Linked DNA regions of Mus musculus: region 2 is linked to region 1. The links are chromatin contacts, called in public promoter capture Hi-C maps. All regions are on one chromosome and are shown on one strand. Each heading gives the region's core, a stretch centred on a gene start, on an enhancer-like site or on the middle of the called end of the contact. The rest is flanking DNA. Distances are from core to core; before and after follow the strand shown. Region 1 holds the start of Ppme1 (protein phosphatase methylesterase 1). Region 2 holds the start of Chrdl2 (chordin-like 2).

The links. Capture Hi-C pulls out chosen DNA fragments and counts their contacts.
Region 2: a contact with region 1 is called in a promoter capture Hi-C map of pancreatic islet. The contact joins the promoter of Chrdl2 here to the promoter of Ppme1 in region 1. A contact is called at or near these places in 7 of 39 promoter capture datasets (embryonic stem cells, frontonasal cranial neural crest, hippocampal neurons and 3 more) and 1 of 9 other capture datasets (pancreatic islet).

Annotation. Positions count from the first base shown.
Region 1 is chr7:100,370,638-100,374,839 of GRCm38.p6, reverse strand. It overlaps Ppme1 (protein phosphatase methylesterase 1), which reads left to right and starts at 2,944. Exons shown (of 14, transcript NM_028292.2): 1 at 2,944-3,117. The coding sequence starts at 3,017. It overlaps C2cd3 (C2 calcium-dependent domain containing 3), which reads right to left and starts at 2,607. Exons shown (of 33, transcript NM_001017985.3): 1 at 2,344-2,607; 2 at 307-576. The coding sequence starts at 2,398.
Region 2 is chr7:100,004,306-100,008,854 of GRCm38.p6, reverse strand. It overlaps Chrdl2 (chordin-like 2), which reads right to left and starts at 2,451. Exons shown (of 11, transcript NM_133709.3): 1 at 2,208-2,451. The coding sequence starts at 2,289.

The DNA.
Region 1 (4,202 bases), core at 1,695-4,194:
TTAAAAGAGACATTTTTTTTTCTTACTGACTTGCTAATCCTCCTCCTTTGAGGGTTCAAGTTTTACAAATAAATACCATTTACCTTTTGATTTACCATCCTTCTGAAATCTGGTGAGATTCAAAGTTATTATGAACCCAGCTCTAAAAAGTGGTGGGAAAATCAAAAGATGTTAGTCTCTGTCCTTGACTGTATGTTCTTGGCAGGAAAGACAGTTTAAAGATGGTGTCTGTTTAATTGATGGGCTGCTGACAACAAGCACGTTTCAAGTCAGGTTTGCAGTTAAGACAATACAACAAAGCCATACCTGTCAGATACGAGGTAAACTGCTTTGGACCACAGCGAATCCCGTAACGGGTAGTTGTTCTCACAGCTTTTGGCTCAGTCTGTAATGCATCTCTGGGACAAAAGAGGGTTCCATCGGATGTTTCTCCCCACCACCTTACTCGGACAAGTACAGAAGTAGGAGGCTTCGCAATCTTCCATACAACCTTATTAATAGTGAGTTTGAGAAAGCAGCGTAACTGCCCTTCAACCAGAGGTGGCAGGCTTGTAGACGGTGAAATGTCACTCAAACCTACGAGGAATACAACACACTCAGTCAAAATCTGGTCCAACTATGGAAAACAGAATTTTCTGCTTTTTTTTTCTTTTTCTTTCTTTCTTTTTTTTTTTTTTTCTTTTTTTTAGACATCTTACTAGGTAATCCTGGCTTGTCTGGAATTCACTTACTTAAAACTGCCTGGCCTCAAACTCGCAGAGATCCACCTGCCTCTTCCTCCTGAGAGCTGGGATAAGGTCTATATACCCTATATATTCTTTGAATGAAAAATAAAACTCAGTGTCGACAGAGAAGGCTTTTCCTAACAGAACTGAGAAGTAACTAGAAAAACAGGCCATAAAATAACCTACCTGGTCACTTATGTTAATCCAAACTTTTCTTTAATTGAAAGATATTATTTGAAAAGCATAAAGACAATAAAACCAGTGGACAGATTTTAAAATCTCCGTAGTTGGAAGTTTTGTTTAATACTGTTGTAAATCCATAGTTGACCACAGTTAAGATACGTTATCGTGGGAGAGGGACTCTGTGAGGTCGGTAGAGGGGGCAGCAACTGGGATGTAAAATGAATAAATAAAATAATGGAGAAGATACATTATTCTTAACCTCACTCTTTTTTTGTTCTGTTTGTTTGTTTTGAGACAGGGATCCTCAGTGTAACCCGCTCTGGCTGGCCTAGATTTGATTTGTAGACCAGGCTGGCCTTGAACTCACAAAGATCTGCCTGCCTCTGCCTCCCAAGTACTGGGCTTAAAGGCTAGCCCACCACAGCAGGCTCTTTATCTCACTCTTAAATTGTCTTTGCTGTCAAGACCATACAGTCAAGGACAGAGACTAACATTTTTAGGTTTGCTGCTACCTTTGGTTCTGGGTTCAAAATGTTAACGTCAAATCTTACTAGAGTTCAGAAAGGTGATGAATAATATGTAAATGAAGCGATCAGTTACAACTCTGGCTTTCCTTTCAGTCAGTACCTTTTCTGAAAGATTTAGAGAAGACTTAAAAACAAAACAAACAAACAAACAAACAAAACAAAAAAAACCAAGAGTTTTTCTGCAGGCGGATCAAGTTCAAGGCCAGCCTGGGGTTCATAGGGCCCCCTTATAGGAGCTGGATAACTAAGAGGATTTAAGTTGGATTCAAGTCATTCTAAGTGAGGAGCAGTCCATATATGCACATATGTTTCCATTTCAACGAATTATCCCTGCGCTTTATGGTAGATCTTTTTCTTCATGCTACAGGACACAAACTGTTTTAGTTGAAAAAACTCCTTGTATTGATTCCTGATGAGATCTCAGTATATTCTTATGAAGCGCAATCGCTTCCCAAGGAAAAAATCAGAGAAGTAGAAGGGTATATATATATATAAGTGGTTTTATTTGCTTTTTGAGTAAGCTTGGGTTACAGGTTTCACGATGTCCTCTATCACACACCCTTTCACCATCTAAGGTTTTTCCGGACAGAGTTATGTCCCTTCCCCCTACTCCGAATACCTCTAACACACATACGTGTATCCCTGTCGTAAAAAGAGCACGTTTAATTTTGTTGTTCTCCTATCCGTATCTATTAATCCTCACTTGCCTCATTTATCGACCCTCAGGCGCTACTTCCTTTCCATTCTTTAAAAAAAAAAAAAATTCTCTTAACTTTCTGGTTCCCTAGTTAGTCTCTCTTCCGTCCTCTTTTGTTTTGTTTTGTTTTGTTTAACCGGAGCGGGTGGAAGTCTCCTTAGAATTCTTTAGCCCTTTTATGCTTTTCTCAACCTTAAAGAAATAAAGTTACCTCTCTTTTTGCGCCCACGGCCGCCCCCAGGCCCTTGGCCTTTCCGTTGTTTCATCCCGAGCCTGGGCCCTTCGTCACAAATTCAACGCAGGTGCCAGCTCCTAAGCTGTACGCTCCCGCCATCCCTTCCCACGGCGCCTGCGTTCCCCGGCAACGGGCGCCGCTGGGAAGCCTGGGACGCAGGAAGAAACACTCTTTCACCAACAGTTCCCGGAAAGCGGTGCCAAAAGAAGGCGCCAATTAGAGCCCCTGCAAATGGACTACAACACCCATGATGCTTTGCTTCCCTACCTTGGCCAAGTTGGACCAGGGCACCTGCATCTGCGCAAGCGCAAATTGATACACTATTTGAGGACTTCATTGTCCAGCATGCATTGCCTTCAAGAGGTCTCTTCCTGCTAGGGTTGTCGAGTTCTCTGATAGGAGTCTGAGAGATCCGCAGACTCCGTTACCCAGTTTCCTTTGTGCGAAGGCTGTTGCGCACTTCCGGTGGAAGCGCTGCGGCGAGGGGGCGGGGCTTACTGAGCCAGTGGGCGGTAGGCGGCGCTGCCGGTGGCTGGTTGCTGTCCAAAGGCGACTGGGCGTCGTTAGAGGAGAGAGCTGTGACCGGTTGTACTGCACGTATCGTGGGACGGACCTTGGGCCACTGTTGTCGACGTGCGGCCTCCCTTTGATGTCGGCCCTTGAAAAAAGCATGCACCTCGGCCGCCTACCTTCTCGCCCTCCTCTACCCGGCAGCGGGGGCAGTCAGAGCGGAGCCAAGATGCGGATGGGGTACGTGACTTGTACCACTCTCCCAGGAGACCAGGCCCAGGCCATTGGAGATTGGTGTCTGGGCATTCAGAGTGCCACGGGAAGGGACGCTGTGAATTGGAGGAAATGCTGGCCTTGGCCTGGAGGTGTTTAGATAGAGTAGAAGGTAGATTTGGGGACTAGGTGAGGCGCTAAGGGAGTAGTCCACTGGAGGACTGATAACATTGTTGGAGAAGGGGAATAAGGACAAGGTTGAGAAAATGAAAGGATAATCTAAGGGATGACGGGAATCAACTCTAGAAGTGATGAGTCTGGGAGAAAGAGTGAATCAGTGAGATGAGGAGAAATCTGGCATCGTTGAGGGGAATAGGGAATGACTGAGAGAAAAGTTGACGGGTTTGGGGAATCAAGTAAGTGAGCCAGGAGTAAGAAGGTTTTTACCTGAGGGTTATAGAAAACATCTGAGGCAAAGACTAGGGAGTAGAAGGTTCTAGAGAAAGTTTCCAGAAGTGTAAGAGTCAAGTTCAGAGAATGAGGGGGTGAATCAGAAAACTTGGAGAATAGGCCTAAGGAAAGACAGAGAACATGGCTAGGGGACTGTTATCAAGGGAGTGAGCCCAGAGGCTAGGGAAATAGGGGGGGTGTGATGAGGAAGACAGCTGAGTTTGGAACAGTGACCACTGATATCCCAGAGACTGAGAAATAATTTCGAGTAGGATTTGTTAAATGGAAGCACTGGAGAGGTAAAATCTGAAAACCAAAGAAGATTTTGTCAATTGTTTTGTTTTGCCAAGCAAATGGGACCTGAGGGAAACTATCTATTGGTCTAAGAATTAGACTTAGTGAAGCACTGGGAGTAACCACTTAACAATAAAATGGGAGTAAATGGTTTGCTGGAAAGGGAGTAGGGCTTGAGTGTGTGTGTGTGCTTATGTGTGTGGGTTAGAAACATTTATTAATTTTTGTGGTGTTGAGGCTGGAACCCAGAACTAGATAAATGCCACATCACTGAGCTACACTCCCAATATAAAAGCTGAGCTAATGAAAGAAACTTTAGAAATTTAGATCCCTGACAGGCTGTGTCATTTATAGTTATAGGATGCTTG
Region 2 (4,549 bases), core at 1,202-3,701, 370 kb after region 1:
AGCCAGAGAGAATAAATAACCTTTGCCGACCGAGCATCCTTGGACTTCAGGTAAGGAGTATGCCAAAACCCCGGCTCACTTGCCCTAGACATACTTAACGGTGTGGCTGGCTTGGACCTAAGAACACCCATCTGTTGGCACCATTTGTAAAAGCACTTTGGATGTCACCAGGGGACTTCTTACACACCACAGGCTTGAGATCTCTCTTACCCTAAGACAAGAGCTTTCATGCAAGACCTTAAAATAGGATACCAGCAGGAGACTTGCAAAATTCTTAGACCTACAGCACCAATCATCATTAGGTTCAGAGATACGGGATGTGTCCCAATTCCCACGGCCAACAAATGACGGGACCTGGGTTAGGATCTAGGTCTCTGTTCCTTCCTTTGTGGCCTTGTAGCAGACCCTCCTTCAGATGAACTGTGAAAGGAGATAATCCGATAGTAGACACAGAAGAGAAAGCTCTTTCAGCCATGACACCACCAGGATCTTAATGCTCCTCCCAGAATGCCAGGCCACCTCGCTTTAGTGATAGTCATTTTCTTGAGTGTCTGGGGTTCTGTATTTATGGGGGAGGTAGCCAACTGAAGAACCTAGTGACAGAAACAGACAGGAAGGCTCTTGGAGGCACAGAGGAGGGGAGGTCAGAAAGGGAGCTGGTCACCAGGTAGAATTTTCTGGAAGAGGTGTCTGAATTGTTGAAGGTGGTCATGGTGGGCAGACGGGGGCTTTGAGTACTTCTGAGCCATCATCAGAGTGGTTCACCCAGGGCAATGGTATTGGAAAGGAAGCTGCAGGGCCAGGGTCAAGTCCAGGGCAGGCATGGCAGTCCTCTGAGACTAAGTCTCCTTCAGTGGACAGCAGGCAGGCTAGGAGGAAACTCTCAGGGCTTAAGGAAGGAGGGGGTATTTACTGAATATTTGACAGTATGCATCTGAAAGCATCACTCCCTTTAGTCCTCCCCCACATCCTTAGACCTTGGTTAGTAGCTCTTGTTTGCCGATGAAGAAACTGAAGTTCACAGAAGTTTGAAAAATGACTCAGGTGTAAGAGGCAGTCAGGAATTGAAGCCAAGTCTGAGCTCTCTGTGTTGTCTTATGAGACATGAGGGTGTCCATAATTCTCATGCCACTGACAGGCTAGGGGACGTCAGACAGACATGCAACATTTCCATTCCCAGAAGCAGGACAGAATCTAGCCTCACTAGCTCCACAAAGCCAGTAGCCAGTCAGAAGCAGAGCTGGCAGGTGGAGCCAAGCCTGGAAAAGGTTGTCAGCTAGGGGGTGGGGACCTGGGTCTTCAAGTTTGGTGGCCTGGAGCAAACTACTGTCCTTGTTGGGCTCTGTTTCTTTATTGGGGAGGTTCAGAAGGAGTCACCAGCATAAGGAGGGGCAGTTAGGAAACAGAGGCTGTGGTCCTGCATAACCTACTGTTTGAAGTGGAAACTCTGGGGGCTTAGGCAGCTGATACACTTTGATGAGGCCACCTTGTAGCATCTCTATACAAGCTGCTCTGCCTGCTCCCTGTCATTTAATACATTTAACGGCTTTAAGAGGCTCCTATTTTATAGATTAGAAAAGAGATGGTGAGGTGCCCTCCGTGTCTGACCCATCAGCTGGCACACAGTGAGGCTGGGAAGATGAAGAACCTCATCTTTTTTCACCACGCCCCGATGCCTTCCAGTCTCACAGCCCCACATCGGGGTGTCTCCCAGACGCTGTAAAGGCAGGATTTGGAATTAGACTCTTGGCTTTGGATAGCTTACCAGCTTCGGAAACTTTCTTCTCTTTGCCCTGCCGATTTTACTCATCAATTAAATGTAATGATGACACCTCATGGAGTGTTGTGAGTATCAAAAGCGATAATGGACTCCACTTTGTTCATCTTTCAGCCCAGGAGCTCATCAGCCTTTCCGTCTTTCACACTCAACACATCAGGCTGCTGGGAGTAAAGTCCCTTCCCACAATGCACACTGCTCTTCCCCCAGCAGCACCCCAGAAAGAAACTCTGCCAAACTTTTCTCCCCCCAAGACTCACCAGCCCACACTGGTCATGGAGCAACATCTACCCCTGCTATGCAGGTGCTGCCTGGATAAATGCAAGCGTTAAGGGGTCCCCAGGTCCTAACTAACATCTTCCAGCAAAGTACATCCCACTGGTTCGCATCCCTCCCCTGCCTGCCCAGACTTTGCCTGGTTTCTACTTACGGGATAGTGCTTGCGAGTCCAACGGGAGCCAGAACATCACGAGTCCCAGCAAAGAGGGGATGATCCTCACCCCGGGAACCATCCTTCCTTGTCCCAAGGTCAGACAACCCCGGGATGAGCCGGGAGAAAGTGAGATAAGGACACAAGTAAGTCCTCAGAGGACCAAGTAGGACCGCTGCTTGAGGAGTCGGAAAAGCAAAGATGAAGAGGAGCCAAGGACAGGAGAGGTCTAAGGTGAGGATGAGAGGACGGTGGGGAGGGGACGAGGAGAAGAGAGAGAGAGAGAGAGAGAGAGAGAGAGAGAGAGAGAGAGAGAGAGAGAGAGAGAGAGAGAGAGAGAGAGAAATTAGTTGGGGAAATGAAGAAAAAGGCTATGGCAGAGAGGGAGAAGGTGCTAGCTAGAGAACCGGGATCTGCGGGGTGCGGTCACCGGGGTGCAGTGTCCCTGTGGCGCTGGCTGGCGGCGGCGCGGCGGCGCGGGGTCCGGCGCGGGTCTGGGGCGCGGTGGGGCGACAAGACCCTCGGTGGCGGCGCGGGGGAGGTTGAGCGCTGCCGCTGTGCACGCCTCGGGCGCCAGACGCCGCGCTCGGGCGCATTTGTACTTTGCCGCGGGAAGCCTGCAGCCCTGGGCCGCCCTAATGCTGGCGCCTCCTCTGAGGCACCGCGAGCTCGTGGATTGGCCACGAGAAACAAGCCCATTTCTCCCCCTCCCCTTTAGTGCAGGGCTGGGAACCTTCGCTCCAGGCAAGGCGCCGAGTGGAGACGAGGGGGCTGGGGAGGGGGAAGGGGGCCACAGACGCCCCGGGTTTTAACCCCTGGCTCCCCGCGGTACGCAGCCTGCAAGGGGAACCAACCCAGTTAGATTTCAGATGAAACTGAGTGGGGAAGGTCATAGTACGGGTCTGGGAATCTCAGGATTGGGTATTTGGTGGGGGAGTGCAGAGACACTTGCCATTTTGAACACAGTCTGTGTGCTTGCACATAGCGCCTAGGAGAAAGGTTTTCTCTCCAGCACTAAGATAATGATTTGAGTTACTTTAAAAGTCTTCAATATCGTCCTGCAAATGTCGCAAAGGATTAAATAAGATTTGGAACATCAAAGCACTTCAACTTTGGAGGAAAGCCATTTCAGGTACCTGGAATCTCCCATTGGCAGGTGGTGGTCCTAGGCATCATCCCCAGATGAGAGGTAGCTTTGCTATGGAGTCACTGCTGCTACCACTTACCAAGCAGCCCAGGATGAACTCTTTCTACAGGCGAGGCCCCACTGCTCTGCATGCGCCAGTGACAGCCAGGGTCAGAGCTTTGTCCTTTCACCAGAAGGTGAGCACGCTGATCCAGAACCCCAGCAGCCTGGGCAGGCTGTTGCTCCAGACCTCATGTTAGGTGAGCTCCTGAACTAATAGGACCCTAAGAAAAGAACAAGCTCTGTCCACCCCAGAGCACACAGGCTCTGCAATGAGAGGGCAGACTCAAGGTGCTGGCGCCATCCACAGCTTGCTGGGCCACTGTGGGCAAACACAGTCGTCCTGGCTTTGGACCTTGATTCCTGAGCATCTCTTACACAGCTACCAGTGTCTCAGACCAGGACAGGTGTAAGGATGGAGAAGTGGCAGGCCACACCCCATTCCAGGTTATCTGACTGGCAGGGTTAAGGCTGCACTCCTCACGCCAAGTGAGCAGTGGGAGGAACCAGTGACCAAGAAAGCCCCTACTCAGGGCTCTCAGAGTGAAGACAAACATGAGCTCCTTCCAGTCCTCCTCTGACTTAGGTTCTCCTTGTCAAAGCTCTCCTCCACTCCACCCTCCTGGATACAGTGTTTGCTAAGAAGTAATCTCCCCCCCCCCCCCCGTCTCTGCTAATGTGTGCTCTGTACCTGTCTTGATGTCTAAGGTTGCCAAAGGTGGGCTCATTGGGTTCTAAACCCTGTTCATTCTGCTTTCCTGAAGGGTCTCTGCCACCTCAGCTTTCCTCAGAGCTCTGGTGTCTTCAGTCCTTACTCACAGTCCTTTCCCACAGCCTGTCTTCAGGTCTCCTGTCCCTGGTCCAGGCGTTCCAATGTATTTTCCCCCACACTCTCCACAAGAGTTGTGCTGATCATTTCAACGACAAACCAGATGCCCCCTTGCCCCCCTTGAACCCATTCTGGCCATCTTGGAACTCGTATGATTAAGATGTATAACATTCAGCATTGACTTTAAGTCTGTGCACATTTGACTCCTGACTCCTTTCTGTCACCGTCACCCACTCTACCCACCCTGTACCCACCCTACACCCCCTACACCCACTCTGTACCCACTCTACCCACCAGTATCCTCCTACCCCCTCCACCTTTACCAAC